Regions from separate parts of the Mus musculus genome. Here regions 1 and 3 are each linked to region 2. Evidence: chromatin contacts called from public promoter capture Hi-C data. All regions are on one chromosome and are shown on one strand. Each heading gives the region's core, a stretch centred on a gene start, on an enhancer-like site or on the middle of the called end of the contact. The rest is flanking DNA. Distances are from core to core; before and after follow the strand shown. Region 1 holds the start of 4930563M20Rik (RIKEN cDNA 4930563M20 gene). Region 2 holds the start of Bco1 (beta-carotene oxygenase 1). Region 3 overlaps Cmip (c-Maf inducing protein).

What was found. Promoter capture Hi-C pulls out the DNA fragments that hold promoters and counts their contacts.
Region 1: a promoter capture Hi-C map of stem cell-derived epiblast-like cells shows a contact between it and region 2, with 2.4 times the contacts expected there. The contact joins the promoter of 4930563M20Rik here to the promoter of Bco1 in region 2. A contact is called at or near these places in 3 of 39 promoter capture datasets (embryonic stem cells, liver and stem cell-derived epiblast-like cells).
Region 3: a contact with region 2 is called in a promoter capture Hi-C map of liver. The contact joins the enhancer-like site here to the promoter of Bco1 in region 2. A contact is called at or near these places in 11 of 39 promoter capture datasets (the 3T3-L1 cell line, the C10 cell line, embryonic stem cells and 5 more), 1 of 15 datasets of contacts at CTCF or cohesin (large pre-B cells), 1 of 484 Hi-C or Micro-C datasets (bone marrow-derived macrophages) and 2 of 9 other capture datasets (liver and pancreatic islet).

The regions. Positions count from the first base shown.
Region 1 is chr8:116,799,766-116,803,334 of GRCm38.p6, reverse strand. It overlaps 4930563M20Rik (RIKEN cDNA 4930563M20 gene), which reads left to right and starts at 1,923. Exons shown (of 4, transcript NR_046193.1): 1 at 1,923-2,209; 2 at 3,129-3,274.
Region 2 is chr8:117,094,110-117,097,959 of GRCm38.p6, reverse strand. Bco1 (beta-carotene oxygenase 1) reads right to left here and starts at 2,095. Exons shown (of 11, transcript NM_021486.3): 1 at 1,866-2,095; 2 at 272-400. The coding sequence starts at 1,929.
Region 3 is chr8:117,408,743-117,412,913 of GRCm38.p6, reverse strand. Cmip (c-Maf inducing protein) reads right to left here. Exons shown (of 21, transcript NM_001163262.1): 4 at 1,492-1,653. Among named protein-coding and RNA genes, the nearest start is that of Gm39260, 12 kb to the left of the region's middle. Within about 2 kb of position 2,368, at least 33 of the 459 cell types and tissues checked have an H3K27ac peak or open chromatin away from gene starts, as enhancers often do. A contact at or near this core is called in embryonic stem cells and liver, where this site is marked.

The sequences.
Region 1 (3,569 bases), core at 674-3,173, 290 kb after region 2:
TTCTATTGCTGTGATAAACACCATGACCAAAAACAACTTGGGAAGCAAAGGGTTTATTTGGCTTACTCTTCCTCGTTACTGTTCATCATCAGGGAAGTCAGAATAGGAACTCAAACAGAGCAGGAACCTAAAGGCAGGAACTGATGCAGAGGGGATGGAGGGGGTTGGTGCTTACTGGTTTCCTGGAGCAGGAAGCTGAGAAATCACATCTTCAACCACAAACAGGAAGCAGAGAGGGAAATCAGGAAGTGGGTGAGGCTACAAACTCTCATACCCTACCCCACTGACTTACCTTCTCCAGCAAGGCTCCACCTCAAAAGGGTTCTACAACTTCCCCAGAGAGTCTCACCAATGTGAGCCTATGGGGACATTGCTCATTTAAACCAGTGGAGTGGGATTGCTATCCATCTAGAAGTTAACCTCTGTGAAGCTCAATGTTGAAAGAAATCATCTGTAAACCTAGACCTAAGGTTAATCTGGTTCAATTACTGGAAGATCAATAGATAACAGTCTCTGAAAGTTCTGGAACATTCTTCCCTCCATACCCTGCCTCTCTGAGCAGGAACTGTAGACACTCGCTTCGCTAGATGGAGAGTCACTTTCCTGCTGAGGCTGGGGCAGTTTATAGTAGTGTGTAAACTTGATAACCTCCTTCTATGGTGCTCAATTAAAAATCTATTTTTTACCTTATGTGTATAGGTGTTTTACCTACATACATGTATGTTCACCATATTTATATCTGGTGCTTAAGAGTCCGGAAGAGGGTGTCAGGACCCCTGGAGTTATGAGTGGTTGTGAGCCACCATGTGGGTGCTGGGACTGGAACCTTGGTCCTCTGCAAGGTTAGTAAGTACTTTCAACTGCTGAACCATGTCCCTAGACCCCACGTTGTTTAATTTTGAGTGTTAACTTGATTAGATTAAGATTATACCTAGGCCATTAGTGTGGATCTATAAAGGCGATTCCAAGGCACTTTAAGCCCACCTAGAATGTAGTGGATCGCGTCCCTGATTCAATATAAAGGAGAAAGGTGAAAACTGGCTTGGCTCTGGCCACCCCTTTCTCTGCCCCTGATTTGACTAGCTGCTGTACATTGCTGCCACCACAGAGCCACTCACTGCCTTCCTTCCCTGTGAAGGACCATGTCCCCTTAAACTGTGAGTGGGGCAGGGCAGGTCCTTCCTCAGTAACAGGGAAACATTATTCCTGGCATCTTGACTTGCAGCCCAAGGAGACCGTTCCTAGGTAATGCATTGGAGAGGTTCCACAAGAAAGTTTCCATCGTAAGGAAGGAAATGAAGCTCAAAGATCATCTGTCTCTCAGAGGCTTTCATAATAAAGGCCAGAATCAAACAAAAAGCCAGGTTGTCTTTCAGCGAATAATATCCAGATGATTTCTGTCCTCTTTCCCAAAAAGAATGATAAAGGGCACACACTTAAGAAATAAAGCCGTAGAAATATGTTTAAGGAATGAGACCCAAATGCACTCAAAGTAAAACACAGGCGGCATGTAAAAACGCATTTGGGGGGTGTGAGGCAGATGGCTGAATTTAAGTGGCATGCATGTAGGCTTGAGCTAATAATCCCAGCTTTGGGGACGCGAAGACAGGAGGATTTCCAGGGATTGCTGCCAGCTAGCTTAGCCTAGCCTAACCAGCAAGCTTCAGGCCAGCGAGAGACCTTGCTCCAAAGAAGTCGATGGATGACACTTGAGCCAAAGTTGCTCTCCAGCCATCATAGGCACGTGCACGCAGGCATATTGGTACTTAAGCACGCACGCACACATGCACGAACATCCGCAAGCACGTAGGCAGGCATGCGCACAGACACGCACTCATACACGCATGCGTGCGCAGGCACACAGGCATGCTCGCACGCACGCACGCACGCACGCACGTACGTACGTACGTACACACGTATGTATGAGCATACGTAAGACCCGGCGCTCGGGCGCGCACGCTTTTATTTTTAAGTTTGGTTTTAAAACCTGGACTTGATGAAGCACCCAAGTTTCCTAATACTCCCTGGACTTTCCCCCTTTTAAGACTATCTCTTCTTAAAACTTAAAATTATATGAAATGATCATATAATCGCATTAGAAATGAACAAGCAGTGTTTTCCATTCACGGGAAGTCTGTCTCACCACGTTTACCCACAGTGTAGGGGACGAAGCTCAAAGCCTTGGGTGACCCGCAGGAGGTTCAGGCAGGTAGGCATCATAGGACCTCATTGCTTTCTGTGTGGCCTCTGGGGATCTAGGCAATTTAAAATCACCAGGAAAGCTAACTGTAGAGATGGTCCTTTGAACGTTTTATTCTCGGATTCCTTGCTGTCTCTGTGTGGTGGTGCCTTCCAGATGAGGACGCAGCCTCCCACGGGTTCCGACCACACCAGGCGCCGACAGAGAACAGATGGGCTTACTTCCTTTTTGCCCCACTTAGAAAAAGGGACCTTTTCTGTCGACCTTCTCATTTTCGCTCTAGTGACCCCTTCCCCGGAGCCGCTTGGTTTCTTCAGCTGTAGCTACATTTGCAAATCATGCTTATTTTTGGTAACCCAAAAAATATTTTAGACAGTGAAGTGCTCATAAATGTTTAGCAGTGGACTCTAGGAAGCGCACACACTTATGTGCCCTAGTTAGTATACATTGGCAACACGACCCAGCCTAGATGCCAACTGGCGGGGAAGCCTTGGTTTAGGAATTTCCTAGATCAAATTGGACTGTGGGTATTTCTGGGGAAGGGTAATGTGATGGTTATTCCTGGTTGTCAACTTGACTATATCTGGAATGCACTACAGTCTGGAAATGGAGGGCACACCTGTGATGCAGATCTTGAGACTGAAAGACAGACTTCTGAGCTGGACATTGACATGGTTTTGATCCAGATCTTGAGGCATAGTGGCCGTGAAATGCTTAGGCCCAGGCAAGGTAGTACACACTTTTATCTCAGGAGACTTAGCCGAGCAGATCTCTGAGTTCAGGGCTAGCCTGAGATAGAGAAAGTTCCAAATCCAGGTGTGGTGATACATACTTTTAATCTGGGCCACACCTTCTGTTGGAGACCTACATAAGGACAGTGGAAGATGGAAGGCTCACTCTTCTTCGTCTGCTTGCACTTACTTGCCAGCACATCTGTTGGAACCTGCTTCTTCAGGATTCCAGCTTATACAGAAGACCAGCTGAAACACCCAGCCTCGCGGGACTGAGCAACTACTAGATTCTTGGAATTCCTGTTCACAGCTGCCCATTGTTGGGTTAGTTAGAATGCAGACTGTAAGTCATAATAATAAGTTCCCTAATATATAGAGACATTCTATAAGTTCTATGATTTTAGAGAACCCTGACTAATATAGGTGATTGTCCAAAGGACCCAGTCCACTGTAGATGGTACCATTTCCTAGACATGTAGACCTGGGCTGAGTAAGGATGCCAGGGAGGCACAAGAGAGTGAGCAAGCCAGGAAGTGATCTAACAAGCACTTTGGCTTTATGGTTCCCGCCTCCAGGTTTCTGCTCTGACTTCCCTCAGAAATGAACTGTGACCTGAAAGGGTAAGCCACATTAACCCT
Region 2 (3,850 bases), core at 846-3,345:
AATCCTGGTTTGAGACAGGGAGGTGGCCAGGAGCCAAGGGTACAGCCACCTTCTGAAATCGTGTGAAAGCACGGCACTGTGTTCTCCCCAGAGCTTCCAGAAGAAAAGCAACCCTGCCAATACTTTGGGCATCTCCCCAGTGAGATCAGTTTCAGACTTCTGACCCTCCAGAATGGACAGAGGAAAAAAAACTCCTATTGCTTCAGGCCACGGAGTCAGTCAGCCTGGTATCGGTTACCATGACAACAGCAAACTCATGCCAGGCTCTTACCATCTCTGATGGAGAAACTGTGGAGAAGGGCCAGGCCATCAAACCAATGGTTGTACTTGCTCTCTCCCACTGTGTGCATCCCGGGCCCGTTTCGGAGCAGGGTCCCCTGCAGCCATGCTGGAATGCTGCCTGTGGAAGGATAAACTGTTTAGTTGCCAGATTCCATGGCCAGACTGAAAAGTCTCGGAAAGAAAGGGGTGGGGGTGGGGGGATGGAATGTGGGAGGGTCATAAAAAAGGAACTAAGTGCACGGAATATACTATTCATTATCTGTCCGTGTATTCCACGGTCCTATCTAGAAAAGGTATAATAGGGCAGGCAGTTTGCTAGCACTGAAGAGGACCAAGGAGGACAGACGCTGTCCCTACTCTGAAGTCGCCCGCTGTCCATTAAGAGATGGACAAATAGGCTCTCCAAATACATTTTGCCAGAAGCAGCGCTGCAGCCCTGAGCTGTGCAGAACAGAAGTGCCTTGCCTGGCTAAGAGCTGGGAAGCAGTGGCTTTCTGGAGGTGACAGGCAGAGTCTTGAGGGAGAACGTTTGCTTCACCACATGAGAGAATATTCTAGAGGCTGGGGAGATGGTTCGGTGGATAAAGTGCTTACCACACAAGCAGGAGGTCCTGAGCTGGCCTTCCAAACCCATGTGACAAAAGGTCAGCCATGAGAGATAACATGGGCTTGTTATCCCAGTGCTGGGGAGGCAGAGGCAGGAGGATTCCTGGGACTTGTTAGTCAGTCTAACTGGTAAGTTCCAGGTTGGTGAGAGGTCTTGCTTCAAGTAATGAGGTGAATGTGGACTTGAGGGTGGCACCTGAGCCTTAGCGTGTTTGAGTTTGAAGGATCACTTTCAGGAGCGCTCTCCATCAACTATCTATGAAGAGAGAGCCACGGGGAGCAAGCTGGTAAGCACCCCCCATGGCCTCTGCATCAGCCCCTGCTTCCAGGTTCCTGCCCTGAGTTCCTGTCCTGACTTCTTAGATGATGAACAGGGATGCAGAGAGTGGAAGCCAAGCCCTTTCCTCCCCCAAGTTGCTTTGTTCAGGGTGTTTTGTCACAGCGATGGTAACCCTGACTGAGAGACATCTATCTTGTCTTACGAAAACTTAAAGAGAGAGGGTTTGGAAAGATGGTGCAGTGCCTAAGAGCACACACTGCTTCCAGTTCCTGAGGGCCTGAGTTCAGTTCCCACTACCCACTGTAATCATAAGTGCCTGAAAGAGGCTTGCAGCCAAGCCTGACAACCTGGGTTCCATCCCTGGGACCGACATGATGGCGAGAAGCAGCTCCTACAAGTTGTCCTCTGGTCTCCCCCACTTGCACCGTGGCTATCGGAGCATTCCCAACACTCCTCTGGAGACAGTGAGAAAGGATTGCTCTCCCCGTGGACACCGAGTTACCGTGTAGAAACATACCCTATTGGTTACAGAGACTGTTTCTGGATACTGGCTCATCCTGTTGCCATATATGGGTTTCCAGGCTTCCAAAAGCAACTTCTAACATGGGGCAGGGGAGGTGGAGGTGGGAGTGGGGGTGAGGGATAAAGGGAGGGGGAGGGGGTGAGGAAAATGCCCATCTAAATACAGAAGTCTCACCTGTCACTTTGGCCTGAACTGGCTCCAGCTGTTCTTTCTTATTCTGGCCAAATATTATCTCCATGGAACCGGTGAGCGGCAGCAAGGGGGTTGTTACTGGAATAGACAAAGCCGTGTGTGCTCAAAGCCTCCTGTCTTCCTGCTCTTTGCTCCTTGACATCATCCTTGGTCCCTGTACACTCCGTCTCTTCCTCTGTGTCCCTTCCCCAAGCTGACCGGTGCTTCTGCCTGCTGCCGGAAGCTGCTGGGTAATTTATACAGTGTGTGTGTGTTAGGTCAAAGGTCAGTTCCCAAGCCATGTGTTACTGCTAATCTTTAATCCCATTAGTGTTTTTCCAACTCCTCCGCTCTGATTTCACTTTTAGCTTAGCCAAGGAAGGCTCCGCTCTGAGTCGGAAGAGATGATTTGGCGCGTTCTGCTGAGTTTGCCCGAGCTAGCCCATCCTGAGAACTGGATGCATTTATGGTTAGAGCAGAGAGAACAGCATTTGGGATCAGCAAAGGCTCTTCAAGCGAGGGGACCATCAAAGACATTGACCGCACTATTGCAAGTTGTGGGCTGGTGACATCTTTGCCTTCTGCAAACAGAGAGAGAAGGCTTTGATTTTAACCTGGGGCTTGGTTCGTTCCCACTCTTAAAAAAAATCCTATCAACGGACACTTGATTGGTTTTCTTTTTGGAAGGAGGGCTCAAAGATGTGTCATGTGCCCATTTAAAAAGCAAAGATGGGGAAGACAAAGACTTGGCTTTTTCGGGAACCAAAGAACAATTAAAACACAAAACAACGTCAGGGCCTGTGCACAAGCGAGGCTTTGAATTCTGCCCAGAGCACCCGAATGAATTCCAGAGCTGGGAGGCAGAGACAGGAGGATCCCTGAGGCCTTCTGCATAGCCAGTCCATCGGGAACCCTTCAGTTCAACTCAGACTGATAAGAGGGAGGACCCAAAGACTAAAATCCACACTGCATTTTTGAGAGCATAGGGTGGGAATTGGGGGATTCTCGGTTCCTGCTGCTCGAAGTGACGCCCTCAGCCAGGAGAGCAGCAGAAGGCTTCCACACTCCACCACATATACAGGAATCAAAACACCACAGGACACCTCGTGAATATGTATGATCTCCCTGTCTTATGTAATTAAAGAAATTATAAAACTAAAGATGCTTTGGGATTGGAGACAGGGATCAGTCAGTAGAGTATTCTACTTGCCAAAGAAAGACCCTGAGATCAACTCTCAGGACTCAGGGTTAAAAAAAAGGGTGGGGGAGCCAAGCCAAGCCTGGTGCTGGTACTGCCTGCTGTCTGCTGTCTGCTGTCTGCTGTCTGCTGCCTGCTGCCTGCTGCCTGCTGCCTGCTGCCTGCTGCCTGCTGCCTGCTGCCTGCTGCATGTATACAATCCCAGTACTCAGGAGGTTGAGGCAGGCAGCTCCTTAGCTGATGGCCAACCAGCTTAGCCCCTTGGTGAGTTCAAAAATAAATAGATAAGATGGATGGTACCAGAAAAGGCAACTGCCAAAGTTGTCCTCTGGCCTATAGACAAGCTCACACACACACACACACACACACACACACACACACACACACACACACACACACACACGAGAGAGAGAGAGAGAGAGAGAGAGAGAGAGAGACAGACAGACAGACAGACAGACAGACAGAGTTTGAGGAGAGAGGGAGAGAGCCACAGGGCTTGCCTTCACATAGCCCAACTGTGGAGGTAGGAGGGTGAGAGCTGAGCAGAGAGTCGTTCAGGGTTTTAGAACGTTCTAGAACAGGCTGTGCTTCCTCCCCTGGCTGCATGTTGTCATCACCTGGTGAGAGTTTGCAAAGTGCTGTCACTGGGCTGGGCTCCAGATCCACTGACTCAGAAGCTCAGTGGAATCAGAGGCCCGTGTTTGAGGAATGTCTCTACTGTGCACAGCTGGAGCTGAGGAGCCCATAGCCAGGGAAGAGACGGTGAGTTTGAATGAAATGGGGCTGCAGT
Region 3 (4,171 bases), core at 1,119-3,618, 310 kb before region 2:
TCTTCCAGGGGAAGGACTCCCAGCACTCTACATCAAAGAGGACCTGAGTCTCGGGGCCACAAGATGGTGGCCAGCCTCGGACAGCATTGAAGGGATGACAGGAGCATGCAGGAGCTTGCACAGGAGTGCACTGGGACACGGGATGGAACTCTCCAGAGAGGGGGAATGGAGACATCACTAGGGTGGTGACTGACTATTTTAAATAGGGAGCCAGCAACGCTGGCATCCCCAGGGGCCAGCCAGGCACATAAACGAGATCAGTGTGGCTATTTAGGGTGCAAGACACCGTGCAGAGGGCAGCGCACAGATCCCAGGGGGTGACAGTGAGGTTTGGGACTATCCCCCCTCCCCCCCAACTCACTGCGGCTGACTCAATTCCTCTCCGTTCCTGCTGTAGCCCCTGATGGAACATGGGCTACAGGAAGTCAGGGATCAGTGTTACTATCCCACCCATAACCATTAGCAACCGGCACACACTCTAGCACAAGGCTGCCTGGCCAAGTGGACGGTGCCGGCCTTTCCCCGGACAGGATGCTAAGTAACAGTAGCTGCCCCAACGTAGCCAGATTTTTTCCATCTTTAAAGAGAACCTGGAAACGGCCATTGTGCTGAAGTCCAATTACTTTTTTTTCCTTTTTTCTTTTTTTTTTTTTAAACCTTTTTGCCTTGTTCTATTGTTTGACAGTTTCATATACGTGTGACAATTTCCTGCCGCCACCTGCATCACGCGCACGAAGTACTTTTTTTTTTTTTTTTTTTTTTTTTTTTAAAAACCTCCAGCAAGGCAAACGATGCGTATGGCGGAGGGTGCGTGGGACAGAAAGCTGACAAGGACTTAACAAAACCAGGACGAGATGCTGCCCCAGCTAGACAGAGCAGAATGGAAGGGTTCATCTAGGGCAGTGGTTCTCAACCTGTGGGGCTTGGCCCCCTAGAGGAGGGGGGGGTCACCAAATAGACCTCTCACAGGGGTCACCAGAGACCACTGGAAAACAGATATTTACATTGCGATTCAGAACAGTGAAACTACAGTTAAGAAATAGCAACGAAAATAACTGAATGGCTGTGAGGGGCAGTGGGGGGGGGTTGTCACCATAACATGGGGGGCTGTATTAAAGGGTCCAAGTATCAGGAAGGATGAAACCCACTGCTTTGGGTCTTTAGAGGTCTACAGAGTTGGCACTTGACCCTGGGAGTTGCAGCGGCTGCTGTCAGAGCCACTATCCAAGATGTGCGTTTAACCTAGGGCTTAGCAAAAGTGACAGTCCCCTAAGCCTCCAGACAAGTTTAGAGGCCAACTAGAACCAGCAAGCTTGGTGAGAAACACTGGCTTCCTTAGTAACCACTGCAGGATGGCACACCACGGGTAGGTAGATCTCTCCTGCTCACCCAGATGGGGCTGAATACAAGATGGAAGTAAAAACAGACAACCTAGAGGATGGGGGTGGGTGGGGGGCTCGGCCGGCTGGGGGTGGGGGGCATGCATCTTACCTCTGAGAGCAGTTTTGAGACGATTTCCAGCGGAGCCTGGTTGATAGAATCATCCTGCAGAGGCGACGTGAGGGCCATGTCCACCAGCGTCCGTATCTCCTTCAAGACAACCTCCCAGCGGCTTGGGTTACTCAGGACTTTCTTGTATTTGTAAATCTTTTTCTGGGTGGAGAGAGAGAGAGAGGGGAGGAGGACAGAGGTGGTAATCCATCACTGACTTAGCAAACCACTCGAGATGACCAAAGGATGTCTCTGGCTGGGGTGAAAAGGGCCTGGGAAGTTGTCAACCTGGCCTGAGCTTTCCCCAAAAGGAAATGGATACATCAAGAAAGGAACAGACTCCATCCAAGGTCAAGGGTGCGTCTGCAGACAGGCAGGCTCCGAACGAACACCACCCTGCCGGAACGGAACGGCAGTTTCCCGCCCTGTTCCCAATGACACATAAAAAGGAATTAGAAAACTGTTTTTTTGTTTTTTTTGTTTTTTTTTTTTAACGTGGGGTCCTCCGCCAAACTCAGTCCCCAAGTCGCCAAACACAGTAAGAACAGGAATGTTCCCGGCCCACAGAAGGCTTTCTGTGAGCCGAGTGTCTTCTGCCTAGGTGGATCCTATGAGGTCTCTTGGCAAATGCCATTCAGACAAAGAGCTGGATGGTGAGGATGAAGGCCAGAATTCAGCTGCAGCCAGGTGGGGAGCGAGCCCAGGAGGAAACCAGGCAAGGAAAACAGAGGCATGCTCACCTCGCTCAGTGTTGCCTCCAAACCCGAATGGAGGGCAGGGCTGTGGCCTCCTGGATTTGAGGCACTCTTCTTAGTTCCGCCTCTCTGACATCATGGAAACAGAGTCCATGGAGGGCGGAGGTCCAAGCCAAGCACTCCCCTCCCGTCTCTGTCTCTGTGGCTGCCTGCCTGGCCCCATGCTGCCCCGGCTTGCTGGGACTCTCAACAGAATAAACTTCATCGCTTAAACGGATCTTAAGAGTCAGGACATCCCATGCCAATAGCTAGCGGAGGTGACATGCCACAAACTCTGAGTCAAACACTGAAGGAGGAGAGGGGGAAAGAGAAAGGGAGCGGCCCTCACTGATAACCCAGGCTCAACCTGAAGGTCACTGGGGTCTTCCTGGGACATTTCTGAATTAAGAATTATACAATGGTTTTATGACCCGGGCTCAAAAGGAAGTATCTGGAGGGCATATCCTAGCCCAAGCGGATGGGGATGGAACCAGGGTAAGAATGACTCCATTAAGAAACCTTTTCACCTTTAGGGCTCTATGTCCCACATCTCTAGGCAGAGAAATTCGTCCCAGTCTCAGAAACTCTGACATGTAATTTGTCTCTTTGGACACAAAAAGCACACCCGTCTCTTATCATGCACTCTGCTTTCCTGGTGCTACCTGCATCGTATGCATAAAACTTGTATCTATAAGCCATCTTTCTGTCTTGTTGCAGTACGGTGTCAAGCAACCCAGGGTGGTGTGGAACTTGCTGTGCCATCCATGTGCCTCCAACCTCCCAAGTGCTGGGATTACAGGCGAGCTCCAGCACACCCACCTCCCCGTGGTGTTTTTAAATTCTTCCCTCTCATCCCTTTCTTCCCTCGAGTTCCTTCATTGGCCTACCAGCCCCACGCCCCCCACCCCCTTCTCTCTTGACCTCATGGCTCCGTGCTAGAGCCTCCGTTTTCCACAGCACTCCTTGACCCACTGAGGCTGGCACCGGCTACAGCACAGAGGGTGGAAGAGAACCGAATCGGGTATAGGTTTGTACATTCTGAAGACAGAAGAGGCATGGCAAGTTCCACTGGGGCAGAGCACTCCTGTGACCATTAAATCGGCTGCGCTGACGAAGAGGGCGCTCAGGAGTGTGTCCCTAGCTCTCTTACTTCAATGACAAAATACACCCTGATCCAAATAGGCTACTTTGAACCCATCACTCGTGCGTTTTTGGCTGCTGGTGACTGACCTCCCACCTCTGCCCGCTGAGCTCCGGTCTCCGGTCTCACAGATTTCAATGTGTACTAGAGAACCACGCCCTTGTCAAAAGATCATTATTTGTTTATTTATTTATTTTAATTTCACCCCGATCACCAGGACAATGCATCCTCAGGGCAACCCCACAGCAGATTCCCCTTGTGCTCGGTGGAAGCTCTCAACGTGGAACCATTTTGGTGGCCAGCTGCAAGCTATTATGTTTGGAAGAATTACTTATTCCTCTAAAGATGATAGGCACTCATTTTAAAGAAAATTGAAACCATACTGAAAAGCACAAAGAGGAGAGAGAAGAGAGAAAGAAAGAAAGAAAGAAAGAAAGAAAGAAAGAAAGAAAGAAAGAAAGGAAGGAAGGAAGGAAGGAAGGAAGGAAGGAAGGGGAAGGGAAGGAAGGAAGGAAGAAAAAAAACCTCAAAAATCCTATAATCCAGAAATAGCCACTGTTAATATATGCGGCAAACGTGGCACTGCCGCCCCCCCCCCCCCATGTAAACTCTGCAAACATGGCTGGCTGTGGTGGCACTTGCTGCAACCCAATACTCATCTGGGTACCAGAGACCATGGCTCAGCCAGGAAAATGCCTGCAGGGCAAGCATGAAGACCTAAGCTCAGATCCGCACCACATAGGAAAGCTAAGCGTGGTGCTATGTGCCTATGAGTCCAACACTGGAGAGGTAGAGACAGAAGGGT